Linked DNA regions of Mus musculus: region 2 is linked to region 1. A link is a contact called in public Hi-C data. All regions are on one chromosome and are shown on one strand. The core of a region is the stretch at or near the end of the contact, and the rest is flanking DNA. Distances in the headings are between cores, read along the strand shown. Region 1 holds the start of Iars2 (isoleucine-tRNA synthetase 2, mitochondrial). Region 2 holds the start of Angel2 (angel homolog 2).

Region 1 (4,661 bases), core at 106-2,605:
TCAGGACCTCTGGAAGAGCAATCAGTGCTCTTAACCACTGAGCCATCTCTCCAGCCCTTCAGTAGTCTTCAAAAATCCCAACAATTCTTCAGACTAAAGTGTAAACGTTTATGTGGCATGGTGGCTCTAAATTCTTAGCAAGTCTCTCAGTATTCACTACCTCAATACAGACCTGCTGAAAAACCTGTCTATTCCCAGTCCACTCTGCCACCCAAAACACACTGGTAATTTATTCTTTCAATTCTTTGGCCTCAATAATTCCCTAAATCCAAAGAATATTCAGGCTAACGCTATTCACTTAAGCAGTATTCCTGATTATCAGAAATATCTTAAATACTCTAGTGTGCAGACACTAACGAATGAATCTCAGACGTTAGCAAATTCAGTATGACATAGGAGACAGATACCGACGACACAGGGGACCCAGAAAAGGGCCGCTACTTTGTCCTTCAAAGAAATCATGATTCCTGTGAAAAACCTAAACATGTGACTAAGGTGGGGTTCAACCTCCCTTCTTTGGTAATACTTTTATAATGTTTTAAGTTTAGTTTTAAGTTTCTCTTTGATTATTCGTGTGTGGTGCACGCGAGCGCGGGTGCCTGCAGACAGAGGTCAGGCATCGGATCTTCTGGAGTTGGAGTTACAGGTGGTTGTGAACTGCCAGACTTGTGTGCTGGAAACGGAACGCGGATCCTCCGCAAGGGTGGCAAGCGCTCTTAGGCGCCGAGCTACCTCTCCAGCCCACTCCTGAAGTTTCATTTACACATGCTCACGCTGGCTACTTTCTGACAAGTGACAAAGGGAAAAGTGTGCAAAGCCGACTCGCTGGGAGCGGAAATCGGAAGGTGCTCGGTGCGGCTCCGGGCTTCACTTTGGAACCCGGCCCGCTGGGCGCTCGCCGGGGAAGCCGCGCGGCCTGCAGGGTTCCCGCAGAGCTGGCCCGCCCCGCCCTGCTCGGGTGGCCGCGTCCGGTACCTGCTGGATCTCCAGCTCCATGTCGGACTGCTGGCGGCCCAGCAGCTTCATCGGGAAGCTGGTCTGCGGCAGCAGCACCGTGTCACGGTATCTGCCGCCTTTCGAGCTGCTCTGGGGGCTGTCCGCCCCGGCCACGGATCGTACCACGAGCCTCCTCGTCATCCCCAGACACCCTAGGCGGCTGGGCAAACGGGCTGGCCCCCAGAAGCTCCCAGCCGCGGCGACCGCCGCCGCCCCGGGCCCGCGAGGGCACAGCCCCCAGTGCATGGTGGACGAGCCGGGCGGAGCCCTCCGCACACGGCCCACGGCAGCCGCCCGGTACCTAAAGGTAGAGACCCTTGAAGAGCTCGGCGGCGAGGAACTGCGCACGCGCTCCGGGGCGGAAGGGGCGGGGCAAGAGCAAGGGCGGGGTTTTCCGGCTTGGAAGTCTGTATCTCTACAGGTCTTTCATGAGGTCTAGTAGGGGTAGAGAGAGGTGTTTACTATCACTCGGCTTTCCCCAATCAGATACATTTAATTAACTTGTCCAGGGTCATAAACAAAAGTAGCAAAGCTAAAGCCGTGCAGTGGTGGTGCAGGGGATTAGTCCCAGCACATGGTGGCAGAGCCAGTCGGGTCTCCAAGTTCGAGGCTAGCCTGGTCTACAGAATGAGCTCCGCAGGACAGCCAGGGCTACACGGGTTTACAACTGTAATTTTGCCATTTTTGTGCCACACTTTAACAAAAATGTATAGAAAGTGACTACAAACAAGATAAAGGAAGGGGGGAAAGGTAAGCACAGGCAATTCATAAAAAAAATATAGCCAATGAATGCAAAACTATGCTCACCTTTGGGAGTCAGGATGACACAGAGCCATCTAATAGATTAGAACAAGCATGAAGTTTGGTAGCAAGTATCGAGAGAGTGGAAACGTGGACTGCCAGAGGTAGTATACAGCCTGTTTTGCCTTCTCATTTCCGTGTGTGTGTGTGTGCATATTTGCATGTGTGGGCATGCATCTATGTGTGCATGTGGAAGTCCTAGGTTGATGGTGGGAATCATCTTCCATGCCTCTTTCACCTCATTCAAGGAGTTAGGGTCTCTCAGAAACAAAGAGCTGGCCCATATGGTTAGTCTTTCTAAGCAGCTGGCTCGGGGGATGCGGGCCTTCCCCCGCACCTGGAATTATACACGGTGTTTAAGCGTTTTTGTGAATTCTCCTGTTTGTACCACCATCTCCCCTGCTCTGTAGTAAATGACAGCATTTACAATACCGTTCTCTGAACTGTAGTTTCCCATTTGAGAACCTGACTGACAGCTGTCATCTCACAGCAGCATGAAGAAAACATTACCACCAAACTCTCCAGAACAACTAGCTGTATTCAATCAACTAGGCTGTTTTCTGGGAAACCCTATGAGAAGATATGTAGCTGGTCTGAGCTACTTTGTGGATTCTTTTCCCATGCTTTATTCTCCCAGTTTCATCCTCTACCTCTAGATAGGAGAAGAACAATGATAGAGGAGAGAAAAAGAGATACAGACCCCAATCTTATTTTCTCTGTGAGCACAACTATGCCACCCTGTCTCCACTCTTTAGCATTTATATACCATCTGAAAAGTTGATTTCAAATATCATACAATCACAGAAATTATCCACAGGTAGCAAAACCACGCCTCTGCTAGGGCAAGAGGCAAATCAGAGTCAGCAGCCGCTGTCATAGTTGGATGGTCTGAAGCAGCCCCATATCCCCGCATCTGGGATTCAAGCAAAAACATTTGTTTGTCTGTTTTTTTAAAAACAAACAAAAACAAAAAAAACAAAACTCCAGAATTCTCCCTACAAAGATACTGTGAGCTCATGAAAGAGGCATACTTCCCAGAGTGCCGGTGGACTCTGCATCTCAGTGGCTAAGCTAAATCCATGAGAGAGAATGTATCTGTCCGTATTTATGGCAATTGTTACGCCGTTACAATGTAACTACAAAAACTAATGTATGGACTGTTAAGTTTTTTGTTTTGTTTTGTTTTGTTTTGTTTTGTTTTTTGATTTATTTATGTGTATGAGTCTTTGCCTGGGTGTATTTATGTGCACCATTTGTGTGTCTGGTACCAGAGGAGGTCAGAAGAGGTTGTGGAGCACCATGGAACTAGAGGTTTGGATAGTTGTGAGCCTGTGCTGGGAACCAAACCCCAGTGCTCTGGAAGAACGTGTGCTCCAAACTGCCTGCTGAGCCATCCCACCAGCATCCAGTGTACGGCTTTAGAGGGTGTGTGTTGTAGACATTTTTACCACACCTGAAAGGTATGTCTAAATACAGAGTAAATGAAATAAACTAAAGAAGTCTTTCCCAGGGCTGGAGAGGTGGCTCAGCTGTTAAGAGCACTGACTCCTCTTCCAGAGATCCTGAGTTCAATTCCCAGCGACCACATGGTGGTTCACAACCATCTGTAATGGAATCAGATGCCCTCTTCTGGTCTGTCTGAAGATAGCTGCAGTGTACTCATATACATAAAATAAATAAATTAAAAAAAAAAAGTCTTTCCCAATCCTAGCGATATGTAAGTGGTGTGTGTGGACATTTCTCGCTGGGCTGGTGAGAATAGGAGTGTGTAGTACAGGAAAAGCTGAGGTAGGACTGCCAAGAATTCGAGGCCTGCCTGAATGATACCGTGTGTGTGTTTATATGAATGTATATGAATATATGCATGTATATGAACAAATATATATTAACAAATATATATGAACAAATAAGTTATGGTTTGCCTCTATTAACTAAGGTTTGAGAGTCGCAGAAAACACATAAAAACAAAATCTTTTTATTATTATCCTCATAAAATAACGGCATGAGAAATTTTTTAAGGGAAAAAAAAAAAGTGTTGCTTTTATCAAAAGAATCCCACAAAGGCAACTCACTAAAAACCAAAGGCAAGCCAGCGTGGTGGCACCTGTGCAGTCGCAGCTAAGTTAGGGGAGAAAACAAGCAAAAACTGTGGCGGTGACGCCAAGATGCCAGAAACCAGCACCCAGGAACGGCCTGGGAACTCAGGCTCTGACGACAAGTAGCGAAAACCTGCGCAGAACGCTCAGAAACGGGTTCCCCCGACAGCCGGGAGCGCGCGGGGACCTGTGTGCGCCTGCGCCGACCTCGCGCACGCGCAGCCGCTGTCCTTCTCACAGCATTGGACCAGTGGACTTGGAGGCAGCCGGTTCCCGGACAGCGAGCCACCAGGCCGGACAGCGCTTAGGGGACACCAGGCTGAGTGTAAGTTTCTCCCGCTGCAACGCAGAGGCTCAGGCGGCCCTGGTTTCTTGTTGTTCAGGTAACTGCCCACCCCTGGCACAGATTAGAGGAGTGCCAGGGGTTGTAATCCCAAACACTACACTGCTACACTGCTCGTCGTTCAGACGCTTCTAGAAGCTTGAGTGGCCACATGTGGTTGTCTATCTGGACCTTCTCTTTCATAGTGGAATAAACTACAGAGTTAAACTTGACTTTCGCATCCGTATTTAGAAACTTCAGAATAGCAAAGATCCTTTCAGTCGTCATTTCTTTGCATCAGTAGGCTGCTGTGATTTATTTAACCAGGAATAGAAGAGCTGCGTCGAACCCATGTATACATTTTGTTTTTGTTGGAGGGCTCCAGTAGGGACACGTTTCCTCGATCCCTGCAGACTGGGCAAACGATTTCGTGTGGCAACCTTAAT
Region 2 (4,847 bases), core at 395-2,894, 5.6 Mb after region 1:
TCTGGAGGTAGAGGCAGGTGGATCTCTGAGTTCCAGGTCAGCCTGGTCTACAGAGTGAGTTCCAGGACAGCCAGGGCTACACAGAGAAACCCTGTCTCAAACAAAGGAAAGGGAGGGAGGGAGGGAGGGAGGGAGGAAGGAAGGAAGGAAAGAAGGAAGGAAGGAAGGAAGGAAGGAAGGACCTTAATGCCATTTGCTTATTTCAAAACACTACATTTTTCTTTGCACAACAAGCAGAGGAGCTAAGGTGTGCTTGGAGGAGAAAGTCTGGTGATTGACAGGTCTTCCTTAAGTCTGCTCCAGTTAATAACCCTATCAATGATCTTTGTTTGCCGTATGTTGTGTAGTCAGTAGAGTACTAGGTTGAATAGATTTGAACAGGAGTCATGGACACTGTTCACAAGTCACTTACAATGTGATTATGGAACAAGGCATATAGGACACTACTGGCCACATGTAACTAACAACAACATTGTGATCACCCTTAGAAAATAGGACAGTATAAACCTCAAGCAGTCAGCCCCCATTTGTGGACACTGCGTTTGTAAACTGCCTACTCCCTAAAACCTACCTAAAATGTCCAAATCAATCCTCACAGTGTTTTGGTTTTTCTCCAACAAGGAGAAAGGCAAATTTTAGTTGCCTAGTGTGCTTGTCCCTGAGGTTAAACAAGGCACTCTGCCCTCTTGAGTTTTCAGACCGTAAAAAACTAACCTTTCTACCGACTACTTAGTGTCCCTTTCCCACAGTTTTACTGATTTTTCTATTAAAAGTGCCCCCCAAGTATACTGCTGCAAGATTCTGAGGTGACAAAAGTTAATGATGTAATATAGAGAAAATATGTGTACTAAATTATCTTCAATTAGGTATGTATCAGAAGACTGTTGGACAGAGTTTAACGTTAATGAAGTGACAATATAAATTAAATAAGGAACATGCATAAAACAAGACTTCATATTGGTTGATGAAAATGTGGTCCGAAGCCAAGTATGGCAGTACGTTGCTGGTGACCACAGTGCTCAGACAGGCATGTGAGATAAGTTTGACGAATGCCTGGACTGCACAAGACTTTTGTCTAAGGACACTCACGAGTGTGCGTGTGCAATCAGAGACTAGCTTTCCTCAGAGTTTGCTAATTCAGCATTCCTGACATGTTTACACAATATAACAACTGCAGATAAAGAGAAGGATATACACGAAGGATAAAGTATCTCTCAAAATTAACACAAGGAAAAGAACAAAACTTCCCAAGAAATTACTACCCACAGCTACACAGCTCTACCAAAGAAACTAAGCAAGCAGCGACCCTGGTTTCCAGTGCCCTCTGCCTCGCTATTCTCGCTGTCCCTTCTCCATTTATGTTTTCCAAGAAAGCTACGCTCGATCTGACAGACTCGGATCATCAACGCACTAATTAATGTACAAGTGGGTTCTCTGAGATTTGCACAAAATCAATTATAAAGTTCTACGGGAACCCACAGAATAGTATTTCCTCAACGTGGAAATCTACCTTTTGGATCTACGCAACCACGTAAATACACTTTAGGTCTCACGCAGCTCCTGCTCCTTCCTATGTCTTAAGAAAGCCGTCAAGCGCTAGCCTTCCGCCCTACCAGGAAATGGCTGTCCGCGCACGCTCTGCGCATGCCCGGAGTCGCACTGCTTAAAGGAACTGCCCCAGAAGGCAAGATGGTGACCGGGCCTGCGGCGAGACGCTCCTCCCAGCATGCCTAGCGGCCGGCCGGGAGCCGAGTGATGGGGATCCGGTAGGACCCGGCGAGCGGCCGAAGCTGAGGTGCAGCCGCGGGCCCGGGCGTTGGGCGCTCACAGAGAGCCAAGATGGAGACGTGGCGCTGTGTGAGGAGGGGCTACGGCCGCTGTGTGGCGGGGCGAGGCCGGTCAGTGGCGAGCGGCCGGCGGGATGGACAGAGGGAGGGACCTGGAGGGGCGGGCGGGGAGGGGAGGGGCGGGGCGGCGGGGCGCGGGAGGAAGGCGGAGGAAGAGGGTCCGCGGCGGGGACGCGCCAGGCGGCGCCCGGGGAGAGGTAACGCGCGGGCGGGCAGCAGCGGTGGCCGCGGCCTCCGGGATCCTGCGGGCCTCGCGCGGCCTCCACGCTCGCCGCCGCCGCCCGCGCGCAGGGCCCCGCCCGGAGGGAGGCTGCGCGCCCCGGGGTGGCTGGGCAGCGTCGGTCACGCGGAGGCCAACTTTCACCGCCACTCAAGTTCTTGCTCCGTCCTGGGTATTTTTCTTTCAATCCACTCTTTGAGAGCCTGGCGTGATGGCTCACGCCTGCACTTTCCACACCCCGGAGGCCGAGGCGGGAGGATAACCATGAATTTGAGGCTGGCCTGGATTAGGCAGCGAGCGTGACACTCCGCCTCCAAAAGTAAAAAAATAACTCACTTGAAATTTTAAAGCGCCACAGTACATGCAGCCTCTAATAATGTCACCCCAAGTAGTATCCACCGAATCTTAAATTGGATGTACGGATTATGTTTTTCTCCTATAAACTTTGAGGACTTAGTTATTAAGATTCCAGTGGTTTGTATAACCTTTGAAACTATATCGTACCACGCGTGGGAAATAGCACACTGTCGTTACATAAGCCGTTGGGATCTGCCCACTCCATTCCTGGTTCCTGTGCTATGGCATTTTCTGAGTACCAGCTGTGTGCTTGGCCCTTGGGTGGAGACTGGGCTTTCAGAGAATACTGAGGTTCGAACCCTCAAAAGCTCACTATCTTACAAGAAAAAGATGTGGTATAAATAACTGCCAATCCAAAGAATAAGCGTCACTGTGCAGGTTGCAGTATAGAAACATTTCAAGACAGAAAGTAAACCGTTATAGCACTGGGGAGGTGGAGGCAGGAGAATTAGAGACACCACCAGCCTGTGCTGATGGTCTTGGACTTGGTTTTTGTCTTGGTTTTTTGTTTGTTTGTTTTTTAGAGAAGGAGGGTTTTTCTTTGTATCTCTGGCTGTCCTGGGATTCATTGTGTAGACCAGGCTGGCCTTCAACTCAGATCTGCCTACCTCTGCCTCCTGAGTGCTGGGATCAAACTCATGGGCCACCTCAAAATTTTTAAATTTAAAAACAAAACAAGACAAGATCCAAGTGCTGAAATCCCTTTGAATGACTTTCGGGGTCAATTGCAAGATATAGTGCCCATGTTGTGACCTTAAAGATTTACAGTAGGGTTGATTTAGAGAATAGTTTGAGAGTACTTAAGTTTAAAGTACACAATATAGGTTATCTTTTCTAATGAAAAATAGCATAATAAAGAAATTCAGCATAACAAAATCTTAATACAACTTAAGCAAACCTTAGTGATAGTAGATGTTGAGACACAAACCCCAGAAGTATAGTCCTCAGAACCCTAACACTTTGCCAGATAATGCAGTAGGAGGCAGTGCTTTGTGAGAACTTGAGAGTAGCATGTCTGTTAAATACAAGTGTGGGGACCTGGAGCCATGGCTCAGGTAGCTAAGGGCTTGCTGTACAAAGCCAAGGACCTGGGTTGGAATCCCCAGCACCCATGGAAAGGTAAGGAAGGTGTCCTCATGCCGGGGAGGCAGGGACAGGGCATCCCAGAGCTGACCTGCTAGTCTAGACAATTCTGCCGAAGACCAGCCCCTGCGTGCGGTTCTTCTTGGTTCTTCTTGAGGCAGTGGAGGGGGAAGAGCGTCGGCAGAGGGTAAGACTTGGTATATTTAAGGTTGCTGTATAATAAAAAGTTTACTTATCTAAGTCCACTGTAACCGACCTGCCTTCTGTGATCCTCTGAGGTCAGAAACTGCAGTCTCTGGCACTTAGCACCTCATCCTAAAACAGCAGGAGATAAAGTAAACAATTAATTGCTAGGGCCTTTTCCCTATGATCCAGATGCCTCTTGTTGTGGGGCTACGGGGAAAGTTTGGAGCAATGAACTTCTGTTGAACCAGAAGAGAAATAACACTCACAGAAAGAACAACTTTTATATAAACAGACATATATAATTTCACATAAGTTCATACACAGATTCATGTATGCTCATTTATACAATTTCCATTCAAACCCAGTTGGGCTCAGCTTACATGCATTCTCACAATTACATACTTACACATCCATACTTAAATATGATTTTGAAGCAAAAGACCAAGCACTGGTGCAGAAAGAACTCACTCATTCTAAATGAAAAGTGAGTACCAATCTTTATCGCATAGAGAAAGAAAAGGCGTCTACCCTTTTAATGTTAAATGAATTACATATTTGTAAGGAAAAAGCTTTGTTCCTTTTAATAAGACTAAGCCTGCCTTGTCCTTACCATGGGAACCTGTTCTGTTCCACAGTAAGGAGAAGCCTGCCTGCTCCTTCTGATTTCTGCAGCGTCTTCTTTTTACTCTTTCCCTCTGCATTCTACTCATTGCTCTCTTAGTGTTTTATGTTACCTATAGTTTCTAAGTTATTCCACTCTGCATTCTCCTTCCAAGCTTGTTCTCTCCTCCTGCTCCGAAGCCACAACAATGCTCTTACTCTCAATGCCTTTTCTCCCAGTGCTGTGCCCATACTTCTAAGTTCTTCTTGAGTTCAGTTCTGTCTGAAAGGTGTTGTCTTAAAACTCCTCAGCTCAGTTCTTCTCAGTTCAGTTCTCACTCTTCTCTTTGTCCTCAGCACTTAAACATCTCTCAGAATACATGACCACATGTTACAAAGTTCATCCAAGTTCACACAAAGCAATCAAATCATAAATTGAAATAGAAGTTTTCAACAGAATGTTTACATGCATATCCATTAGGAGTAACTATCTGGCTAAATATCCATCACCTGTCTCAGCTCCAGAGGTTCACTGAAGGGTTAAAACCATAACT

The links. Hi-C and Micro-C count contacts between places; a contact is called where the count stands out from the background.
Region 2: a contact with region 1 is called in a Hi-C map of B cells, with 5 read pairs. The contact joins the promoter of Angel2 here to the promoter of Iars2 in region 1. A contact is called at or near these places in 2 of 39 promoter capture datasets (cranial neural crest and pre-B cells) and 1 of 484 Hi-C or Micro-C datasets (B cells).

What each region holds. Positions count from the first base shown.
Region 1 is chr1:185,328,046-185,332,706 of GRCm38.p6, forward strand. Iars2 (isoleucine-tRNA synthetase 2, mitochondrial) reads right to left here and starts at 1,356. Exons shown (of 23, transcript NM_198653.3): 1 at 976-1,356. The coding sequence starts at 1,242. Bpnt1 (3'(2'), 5'-bisphosphate nucleotidase 1) reads left to right here and starts at 4,114. Exons shown (of 9, transcript NM_011794.3): 1 at 4,114-4,218.
Region 2 is chr1:190,926,861-190,931,707 of GRCm38.p6, forward strand. It overlaps Angel2 (angel homolog 2), which reads left to right and starts at 1,645. Exons shown (of 9, transcript NM_021421.4): 1 at 1,645-1,898. The coding sequence starts at 1,840.